3 separate regions of the Mus musculus genome follow, and all the other regions are linked to region 2. Evidence: chromatin contacts called from public HiChIP or PLAC-seq data. All regions are on one chromosome and are shown on one strand. The core of a region is the stretch at or near the end of the contact, and the rest is flanking DNA. Distances in the headings are between cores, read along the strand shown.

What was found. HiChIP or PLAC-seq counts read pairs in DNA pulled down with a chosen protein or histone mark.
Region 1: an H3K4me3 HiChIP or PLAC-seq map of embryonic limb bud shows a contact between it and region 2, with 5 times the contacts expected there. The contact joins the promoter of Hunk here to the enhancer-like site in region 2. A contact is called at or near these places in 6 of 39 promoter capture datasets (cranial neural crest, embryonic stem cells, frontonasal cranial neural crest and 2 more), 2 of 15 datasets of contacts at CTCF or cohesin (embryonic stem cells and stem cell-derived epiblast-like cells), 28 of 484 Hi-C or Micro-C datasets (CD8 T cells, the HL-1 cell line, bone marrow-derived macrophages and 3 more), 23 of 115 datasets of contacts at active chromatin or transcription factors (bone marrow-derived macrophages, craniofacial prominence, embryonic basal ganglia and 11 more) and 2 of 9 other capture datasets (liver and pancreatic islet).
Region 3: a contact with region 2 is called in an H3K4me3 HiChIP or PLAC-seq map of embryonic basal ganglia, with 3 times the contacts expected there. The contact joins two enhancer-like sites. A contact is called at or near these places in 2 of 484 Hi-C or Micro-C datasets (embryonic stem cells and induced pluripotent stem cells) and 1 of 115 datasets of contacts at active chromatin or transcription factors (embryonic basal ganglia).

What each region holds. Positions count from the first base shown.
Region 1 is chr16:90,384,270-90,387,898 of GRCm38.p6, reverse strand. Hunk (hormonally upregulated Neu-associated kinase) reads right to left here and starts at 1,502. Exons shown (of 11, transcript NM_015755.2): 1 at 1,183-1,502. The coding sequence starts at 1,443.
Region 2 is chr16:90,654,949-90,658,152 of GRCm38.p6, reverse strand. No RefSeq gene overlaps it. Among named protein-coding and RNA genes, the nearest start is that of Gm36169, 21 kb to the left of the region's middle. Within about 2 kb of position 1,467, at least 41 of the 459 cell types and tissues checked have an H3K27ac peak or open chromatin away from gene starts, as enhancers often do. A contact at or near this core is called in craniofacial prominence, embryonic basal ganglia, embryonic forebrain and 2 more, where this site is marked.
Region 3 is chr16:90,348,370-90,352,030 of GRCm38.p6, reverse strand. No RefSeq gene overlaps it. Among named protein-coding and RNA genes, the nearest start is that of Hunk, 36 kb to the left of the region's middle. Within about 2 kb of position 2,085, at least 76 of the 459 cell types and tissues checked have an H3K27ac peak or open chromatin away from gene starts, as enhancers often do. A contact at or near this core is called in embryonic basal ganglia, where this site is marked.

The DNA of each region.
Region 1 (3,629 bases), core at 253-2,752, 270 kb after region 2:
ACACTTGAAAATGACTGCTCGGTCTAACCCTGCTTACCCAGTATAAAGGGGCACCCCACTTGGAATGGCTACAGAAAAAGAAGATAAAGTCAAAGGGTGATGGAACCCAGTGCTCAAATGTAGGGGTTTCCAGGACAACAGAAACCAAGAGGAAATCAAAGGTATCCAGAGGCTAGAAAATGACTAGTGTGGTGGCCCTGGCCTGTCACCAGACTTCTCACAGTTCATCACTGTCACAAACCCCTAGGCTGGGCAAGGAAACCCAGAGCAGCAGGCCCGAGGGCTTGGCCCTTGGGCTATTTGCTGCTAGGACCGGCTGAGTTCCCCTCCTCCGCCCGCGCGGACAACCCCCAGCCTGGGTGATTAGAGTATTGGGTCCCTACAAAGATACCAGTTTGGCAGCCCAGAGCAATTCCCTGCCTGAGGCCACCCAGCCTCAAAAGTAAGTCAGCTTCTTGGGTTTCTTTTCACAAATCTAAGTTAACACCTGAGATCTGCCCGCACCCGGCCTGGCAAGAGTTCACTCTCTCACTTCTAATTAGGTCGAAGTAGAGTCCCTCCGGGTGTGGGGGAGGGGCCCCTTTCCTTTACTGTCTTCTAGAAAGATGAAAAGGTATCTGCAAACTTCTAGAGTCCAGGGCCTGTGTAGTTCTGCACCTGCCAAAAGCAGGATCGTTACTCCAACAGTTGCCCCAGCCCACACGGGGGGAGAGGGGAGCTTACAGGGCCCCAACTCCCCTCCACGTCCTCGCCTGAGCCCAGGAGGGATGAAACTCTAAGCAACCTCAGACTGGCTGCCTTGCTCTCCCGCCGCCGCACATTCCACAGGCAAAGCTGAACCCCAGCCTGGATCTAGTTCCCGCCTCTGCACTGATCCATGCCCCTACCGCAGGACCCTCCACCGCCACCTCTCCCCTCCCTTCCCTGGCGTCCGCCAGGCGGCACCCTTCCAAAACAAAACAGAAAGACGGTGCGGGGTAGCTTCGCGGGTACATCTATCTGCCCGGGTACCCCACCCCACGAACGTGAGCCCATCACCACCATCATCCATCAGTAGGTGCCCGGTGGCCCACTAGGAGAGCCTGAGCGTGCGTCTAGCCACACTGGGTTGGAGAGCCAGGCTGAGTGCTCGCGGGACAGTGCTCCCGGGTCCTCCCGCCAGGCCCGCGCACCCCAGCTCACCTTTTCTCCCGTCAGCACGTGCAGCCCCTCGCGCACCTTGGCGAAGGAGCCCTCTCCCAGCTTCCTGCTGCCGATGAGGTAGTTGCCCACGCGCTTGTGGTGCTGGAAGTCCCGGAGCCGCTCGCGGGACACGCCGCTCACCCAGGCGGGCAGGAAACTTCCCTCGCAGGCCGCCGCCGGCCTGGTCGTGTCCTCCGCGCCTCCATCGCCCCCCGGTGCCGCCGGCTCGCCCAAGAGCCCGTCCCCCGCCGCTGCCGGCATCGCGCTCGCTCGGCTCCCGCGCTCGCAGCCGCTCCTCCTCCGGCTCCCGGGGCTGCCCTGGCTCCTCCTGCCGCCGCCCTGGACCCGGCCCCGCCCGGCCCGGGTCTCTGTGCTCACGCCCCCCGCGCCTCTGTGCTAGCGCCGCGCGCAGACAATAGCTGGCGACCGGGCGACCGGGGACCCGCCCCCGAGAAGTTCGTCCTCCGAGGATCGATCGCCCAGATCGCGCCCGCGGTCCCGTCTGGTGCCCCGATCGGCTGTGAGAGGGAACAGCGGCTGCTGGTCCGAGAGGGGCACAGTCCGGTGGCGGAGTCCCCCAAGCCCGGGCGCCGCCGCCCTCTGGCCCGCCGGGTCCTCAGCGGTGCTCCCCGGGGCCGCTCCCGCCGGAGAGGAGCGCGCGGCGGGCTGCAGGCGCCCTCTGGAAGGCAGCAGAAGAAAGCCCCATTCAGTTTGAATTTGCAGAAATTTAATCCGCTCGCGGGCGGCGGGGACAGAAGCGAGCTCCACTCCGCAGCTTGAGCACTTTCAAATCCCTCGTAGCCCCTCCTTCCTTCCCCGCGCGCAACAGCCGAACTCGACCCTCGCTGGAGAGGGGAGGGGAAGGGAGCGGCGGAGTGGGCGGCGAAGCCACCTGAGCGCCAGACAGGGGGACCCCGCGCGGCCGCGTAGACGCGCGCTCCTGGGCTGCCCAAGACCTGCTGCCTCCCGGGGTGCGGATCGCGCAGGTTCTGAGCTTGAGCTTTCTGGCCCTTTCGAGAGTGAATGTCCTCACCAACAGCACCCACCATAGGCAGGGGAAAGAGAAAGAGAAGCTTTGGACTGTAGCAGAGTTGGATACCCAACCCAGAACCTGGCACACAGTAGGGACTATGGAAGATGGGTGGGTGGGTACCTAGCAGGCTATGTGTCGGGGCTCGCACACATACTCGATTGCTGTTGTCCGTGGAGAAGCAGCCGCCACAGCTAACAGTAGTGGCGGCAGCGTAGGAACCAGGGCGTTTGCTGCTTGTGCGCGTTCGTTTGCCCCCTCTCTGCTTTCCTTAGAGATGATGTATTGCAGGGTGAGCCGGACCGGACCGGACCGGAGCCTCACTGCTCCTGAATGCTTTTATTCTGCGGGCTCTGTGAGTGCACTGATTTCACCTAAACAATAAACATAAACAGCCTGAGACACCTACCCATTATTCTCCAGGATCCCCAATATATTCCTGAAGCGAAATGAGAGACACACACACACAAAAAGGATGCGGAGAGGGCTTTCCAAAATGCGACCTGTTGAGGTGCCCGCGTCTAATGCAAATTTAACCTCTGATCACACATCATCTGAGCTCAAAGGGAGGATTCGGTCCTAACAAAGTTCATTTCATTGTTTACCCCGCAGTAAACAGTTATGACATCATCGATCCACATTTATGCTCTGAGGTGGGGGAGGGGACACAGCTGTCACCCATCCAGTCTTGGGGCGGGGAAGATCCCTTTCCTGGCCTATCTAGAAAGTAACCCCCAAAATGACCGTTTTTCAAGTTCAGGCATCTGTTGGTTTGAACCACGCATAAGCTGTGAGTCTCCACCCTTGCTATTATGACCGAGTCTAGTCTTGTCTTGGGTTGGGGTCTCATTGCTCTGGATTTCCTACGTTAAAGACAAGCTTTCCACTGCTTTCTTGCTGTACTTGAGGGACGCCTTAGCTCCTACAGTTTCTGCAGGGCTCATCCAAACATTTTCACGTTTCTAATTCAGTAATTGAATTTTTTAAAGGCAGGAAGTGGGGAGAGGGAGAAGATGCTAGGTTCAAAGTGTGGGGAGAATAAAGCCCATTTTGGGGGTGAAGCCCATTTCCTTCAGGAAAGGATTTAAAGTTTCCCAATATTGCATTAATTAAATTTTAGGAAATTAGCTCTTTGTGAAAATTTAGAGATTCATTTGTTGCAATTTAAGGCAAATCCCAGAGAGTACTCATCGTTTAAGGGGGAGGAGGGGGAGGGTGGGGGGAAGGCAGGGGACGGTGCTTCATAAGTAGTGGAAGTCACTTATGATAAAATAGTGACTTTCTTTCCTCTTAATGTTTTGATTATACCCTCCCAGGGTAGAGGTCAGGAAATGGGTGAAGAAGAGAGAAAACACAGGCCCCTTAAATCTTCAAGCCTCCTGCTATCTGGGTCTGGTCCAAGCACACTGCTGATTCT
Region 2 (3,204 bases), core at 218-2,717:
TACGCTTGGAGGCCTTGGTTGGAGACAGTGCTCGGGGATGTCTCACAGGGGCACTCCATAACAGGTTCGGGGTGCCTAGGCTGAGGGTGCCTCTCTTAAAATGAACTCTCACTTGTCCTTTGTCTCATCCTAGAAATCAGCTATACAACAACGGATGCTCCTGCACTGCCGTGGCTCTGAGCAGCCACCTCTCTGTGTGTCTTGTCAGCATCTATGAAACTGTTGCTGGCACTCCTAAGGATCCTGGGCTGCTGTCACAAATGTCACAAAAATGCCATAGACCAGGGGACTTAGAGAAGGGATATTTATTTATCAGAGTTCTGTAAGCCGGAAGTTCAAGATCAAAGTACCAGCATGCTTTGATCTTGGAAAGAGCGTTCATCCTGGCCTGCAGAGAGAGAGAAAGAGAGAGAGAGACAGAGAGACAGAGACAGAAACAGCGACAGAGAGCGACAGAGAGAGCGACACAGAGAGAGAGACAGACAGAAAGAGAGAGAGACAGAGAAAGAGACAGAGAGGGACAGAGAGAGACGGAGAGAGATTACTCACTTTCCTGGTCTGAAGAGAGAGTGCTTATCCTGGCCTGCAGAGAGAGAGAGAGAGAGAGAGAGAGAGAGAGAGAGAGAGAGAGAGAGAGAGACTATTATGTACTTATTTATTCCGTACTTATTTTTGTATACATGTGTAAGTATATGTGTGGGCGCATGCATGCTGTGCTGTAAGTGTGGAGTCAGAGGACAATGTCTCAGAATCAGTTCTCTCCCTCTACCACGTGGGCCCCAGGTATTGAACTCAGGTTTTCAGACTTGGCAGCAAGTGCCTTTATTTGCTGAGCCTTCTCACGGTCCCTAAAGTCTTCTCTTTTATGTCCCTAGAATACATCATGTTATTGGGGAGTTGATGACCTGTGTGTGTTGTATCCACGAGAGACAGAGACTATACATACTGGTTCCGAGAAGAGGTGATCACGGGTGGGTTTCCTTCACCACACGACGTCTGAGATGACTATCTGATCCCATGCACGTGACCCCAATTCCAAGGTCACCTGCTGAAGTCTCTGCCCACTTCCATTTTCTACAGACATCACTGTTAAATCACCTCCAGCCAGCCGGCCATTGTCAGAGCTGGCTTCAAGATGTGAGACTAGCAGGGGACAAGTGTTCCAAGTTCAAGCCCCAGGAAAATAAAAATAAGTAAATAACTGGACGCCAGATGGCCTGAAAGGGCAGAGCTGGAGCGCGGGATTAACTGGATGGTAATAAAAGCTGTCCCGGCAGCGTGTCATCGTTGGTGGGTTATTTATTAGTTCTTCCCTTTGGATACCAAATGTCAAACATGTTAATGAGCAGAAACCGAGCCTTCCCCTCCCAGCCGCTCTGGTGCCGGCTGCCAGCTCCATTGTCTCCCGCAGAGGGCCTGTCGGAGAGTTCTGCGTTCATATGTCGTGGTATGTGTACCATATTGCGCTTTAAAAGGCCAGATGAGGCTAACCGGGCCTAATAACCAGCCTGCCAATCATTGGGCTGTGTGGTATGTGAAGCCGCTTCCTCTGGAACCTTTGTTCTCACTTAGAATGGGCTTTCCTTGAGGCCTGAAAAGCCAGACAGGGATGTATGGTTTATTTCATCGGTGACTGCCTTGAATGGAAGAGGAATTTCTATCCATTTAGTGCTTATAGGGGCTTAGGGTGTGACAAAGGACAGCAATGAGAATGATGTTGCGTGTGTCAACGGTACTTTGTTTAAAACTAGTCTATTGACTGATTTACTCTCTCTCTCTCCCTCTCCCTCTCCCTCTCCATCCCTCTATCACACACACATAAGTTACTTTTAGCATGCATCAGACCCGTCTTGTTTTAATCTGGAAACTAAAATATAATGTTTGCCCTCACAAAACACCGTACAGACAATCCGTGACTTAGGATCGTTCCACTTACAGTTCTTTAGCACGGCGAAGGTGTAGACAAGATAAACACTCATCAGAAATTGCACTTTGAGGCTAAGAGGTGGTAGCCCTGAAATCCCAGTGTTTGGAAGGATGAGGCAAGAGGATCATTACTTCCAAGCTGTTCTGAGCTACATAGCAAGTCCCTGATCATCTAAAACAAAAACTGGGCTGGAGAGAGAGAGAGAGAGAGAGAGGGAGAGAGAGAGAGAGAGAGAGAGAGAGAGAGAGAGAGAGAGAGAGAGAGAGAGAGAGAGAGCTTGGTGGTATTGTACGTGCTATAGTCGGATGCCACAGCTGACATCTGAAACCTCGGCGGGTCTGTAGCAAGGCTGGCCTATTGCTCACGGTGTTGTTAAGGTAGCGGTTAGTCTGGTGTTTTGTGGGAATTCTAACAGAGAAGGTGAGTGTGTCTCTGACTCTTTTGCCTGCTCTTGGGCCTCTTTTCCTCCTGTTGGGTCACCTCGTCCACCCTCAGTATGAGGGCTTTTGCCTTGTCTTATAGTATCCTGTTTTGTCCTGTTTGGTTGTTGTATCTTGGTGGCCTGCTCTTTTCTAGCGGGAAGTGGAAGGGGAGTGAATCTGGGAACGGGGAGGTGGACAGAGCTTGGAGGAGTGGAGGGAGGGGAAACTGAGGCCTGCTGTATTGTATGAGAGAAGAATGTATTTTCGATAACAATAATAAAAAAGTGCTACCTCAATGTACATAGTGGGCCACAGGGGACCCAGGGGTCTTAGGCCTCCATTCGCACTGTGCTTCCTGACTGTAGATGTAGTGTGACCTGAGGACTCAGTCTCCTGCCACATGCCTACCCCATGTTGGTGTACTATACACCTCTAAACCATAATCCAAAATAAATATCACTTCTTTTAAATTGCTTCATGCTAGATATTTGGTCACCATGAGAAAAATAACCAGGACAGGAAAGCTGTGTGACCCTCCCAGTCAACGTAAGAAACACAACTAACTGGGTATGTGCGGCACAGGCTTGAACTCTCAACCCTCAGGAGGCTGAGGCAGGAGGACTGGGTGCTTCAGACCAGCCTGGGCTACAAAATCAAACCCTGATCTCAGAAGGCTGAGAAGAAGAGGAGTGATTGGGCCAAGATTGCAAATGTTCCATTTTTCCAGAGCAAAGCCCACGGAAATCCCTCTCTGGCATGCTCTAGTCGGTGGCTGGCAGAGTTTCCGGTGAGGGAGAAGACAGCATTTGGGTTATTTGTCATTTCCTTGTTCATCCTCTCAGTATGGAAACAAAC
Region 3 (3,661 bases), core at 836-3,335, 310 kb after region 2:
ACACCCGGAAAGGGGGAAAGTTGCTCGAAAGCTAAGCTTGAGTTCCATGCCTGCTTTTCAGCCGAGCCTCCAAACCCCAGCTGGTCCAATTTCAGCTCCTCAGTTGAGCACTGACTCACCAGCTCTCTAAGACACTGTGCTCAGAAGTGTGGCCTCTGGGCCGGAACAAATGTACGACAGAGCCATGCTGCTGTCTTTTAACGATGTACTCAGCCAGCTCTGGGAGAAAGGGTCGACCCTGAGTATCTGAACGGCTTAATGGCTCCAAACTCAACACAAATGGGGTGCTGAGCAGTTGCTTAGCCTCCTGAGGAAGGGATTTCTGGGTTGGCATCTGTGAGATCAGCTAAGAAACCTTACCGAGTGTCGTAGCATAGTCTGAGAAAGAAAGAAGAGTTGGGCATGAAGCAATTTACGCACAAGCCCTATTGAAGTATTTAGGGGCGGGAGGACCCAAGCCCTCACAGTTATACAGAATTGTTAGAGAGTCTAGATAATCAAGTTATATTTTTGAGCAATAACAGAATACTTATTCCTTCCAATTTGCATGTGGCAAAATAAAAATAACCAAAACAATGGGTATAAAAATAAACGTTGAGGCCAGGGAAATACAATTTTAAATACAAAAACTAATCCATTTCTATGCGGCCGACTGGTATTTTCCAAGACTGTCAAGATCATTCAATAGGAAAAGAATGTTTTTAATAGACGGCAATCGGTGAACCAGTTTCACACGCAAGAAAGAGCCAAGTTCAGCCTTCACGTCACACCACAGAAATAGTAACTCAAAATGATCGGCGGCCTAAATCTATGGCCTTAGATTTGGCAACAGATTCTTCGATGTGACACAAAAAGCACAGACCTCAAAAGAAAGAACAGGTGAGCGTGGCTTGATCAAAGTCAGAATGTTTGTCCGTAAAAGAACCTTGTGAAAAAAGTAAAAGACAAGACCACCAACATAACAAAAGAAAATGCATCTGATGTGACTTTAATATCAAGGGCACATGATAGCCAGTAGGCCCCCAGACCTTAGCACAACTGACTCCATGATGGAAGTGCCATTCTGGCCGTAAACTCAGCACCACCTGCCAAAAGTAAAACAAAAATCTAATCTGTCAAAGCCGGGGAAAGTCCCTAAAAGTACTAACCTTGCTTTTTGGCTTCTGTACCTCTGCTTTCTGTTAACTGAAGTACGTCAACCCGGAATATGGTTTGTGGGCTTAAAAGTCCCTCTGAGAAAGGCTCAGGGCGACCCTGGGATCCCAAACGCCCAGTGTAGTTAGTCACTGGCGGCTCGTATCAACTTTCTGTCTGCTCAAACCCATGTCCAGGTAGCCTTCACTGGCAGATGCCCTGCAACAACACAAACACAAACAACAAAGAACTCAGATTTTTTCAAATGGGTGTGGCACGGAACAGACATCTGCCCAAAGGAGCTACACGAATAACCAAAGAGCCCACAGAAAGATTGCAATATTATTGTTATTCAGGCAGTAGATACGAAAACCATAATGCAATGTCACTTCACATGCAGTAAGATGGCCACAATTTATCTAAAGTGTAAACTAACAAGGGGAACACAGTGAAATGAATGTCATGAGCTGGGGGTGGGGGTGGGGCAATGATTCAGCATGACCCCTCCATGCAATGAGGAGGTTGCAGAAAATGCAGTATGCATGAAGCTGCTGACATAGCATGGCGTGCTGTCTCTGTTGCTTAATTTTTGTCAGCTTGACACAAACTATAGTCACCTGGGAAGAGAGACCTCACTTAAGAAAATGCCTCTAGGACTGGAGAGGTGCCTCAGAGGTTAAGAGCGCTGTCTGCTCTCTCAGAGGTCCTGAGTTCAATTCCCAGCAACCATAAGGTGGCTCACAACCATCTGTAATGGGATCTAATGCCCTCTTCTGGTGCGTCTCAAGACAGCTGCTGTGTATTCATGTGAAATAAATTAATAAATCTTAAAAAGAGAAAGAAAAAAGAAAGTGCCTCTGTCAGATTGGCCTATAGGCAAGTCTATGGGGGCATTTTCATGATTAATGATTGGTGTGGGAGGGCCCGGCCCACTGTGGGCGGTGCCGCCCCCAGAGCTGGTGGCTACCGCCATGGATTGTATAAGAAAGCAATCTGAGTAAGACATGGAGAGAAAGCCAGTAAGTGTAAAGGGCTGCAATCTACGTGCCGCCACTAGATGGTGCTAAACCTCATTGTGCGCAGCTGCGTGAGCACAGCCAGCCAAAGTCACCAGTCCATCTCCGAGGCTTTTGCCCAACCCCTGGGGGCTTTAACCTATCCCCAGGGTGCATGAGGATCATGGGTGTTGCTACCAGTCCTAGTTTAGACACGTCACCAAAAGTATTTAAGCCACACACTTTCTGAGCTTTCTTTGTCTACCTCAATATGATATAGAAGTAAAAGTTAACCGTGGAAGAATCTGGTGTGTCCTGTGTTTATTTCCCGCGGGACGGGGATAAGCTCGGGATACTTGGTGCTGAAACCCGGGAAAAAACGCCTTAACAACGCAGGCACCTAGAGGAGACCCTCCGACCAACCGGAGCAGATTTCAGAACCACGGTGGATTTTGGAATTCCGAGAGCATGCTGAATCCTTGTAAGTAACTCTGATCCTTCTTAATCCCTCCCCTTAACTGGAAGGTGGCACTAAAAGCCTTTTGTTCTCATGCTGGCTGTGTTAACCCTATTTCTCCTGGTTTGATCCTGCACTCACCAGAAGTGGCGCTGAAAGAAAAAGTTTTGAATGCTGTGAAGCACAGTCAGACGGACGTATATAAGCCGCAGTGCTCGTCTCATATTTAAGCCTCTCGTAGATAAGGGAGCAGTATGGGAAATTCACATTCTGTAACTACAGCTCTACACTCTGTTTTAAAACAGCGAGAGATAAAAGTTTCTACAAGAACCTTAGAAACGTTCATTAAGGAAATAGAACGTATATCACCTTGGTACGCGTGTTCAGGGTCGTTAACTCTTTCCTCTTGGGAGAAATTAAGGGAAGACTTAGCTAAGGAACAACAGAATGGGAAATTAAAGGCAGGGACCATGCCATTATGGAAACTGGTGAGATCGTGTCTGGAGGATGAGAGATGCCGTCCAGCAATAATAACAGGGCAGGCAATATTAGAAGAAGCACAGGACAGCATGGCAGAAACGGAATGGTGTGAAAGGTTAGGAGCTCCAAAAAAGGAAAATGTGCACAAAGTAAAAAGCCCTTCCAGAGACCTTGAGTCAGAGGAAGTGAAAAATTTGAGGATAAGTCCTCAGGGAGAGAAAAAGGAAAAGGAGAAAGTTCAGAAAAGGAAAAGCCTTTATCCGGTAAAGGAACTAGAGGCTTTAAAGCTTGATAGTTTAAAAGCAGATGAGCTTAGCTCCTCTGAGGAAGAGGAGTCGCATTATGAGGCAGCTCATTATAAAAAAGAAAGATACCATCCAGAGGAAAGGCGAGTGAAGAAATCAGAGAAAAAATTAAAAGTTACTGGAGACACAGAACAGGCCACCTCTGGGCCTTCTAGTCTCAATACACCTCCACCTTATGTGGAGAAATTTTATTCTGATTCTTTTCTTTCAAAGGAGGAAAAGAAAAAATTATATCAGGCATTTCCTGTCTTTGAAGCTGCAGATGGAGGGCGAGTACACGCCCCCGTGGA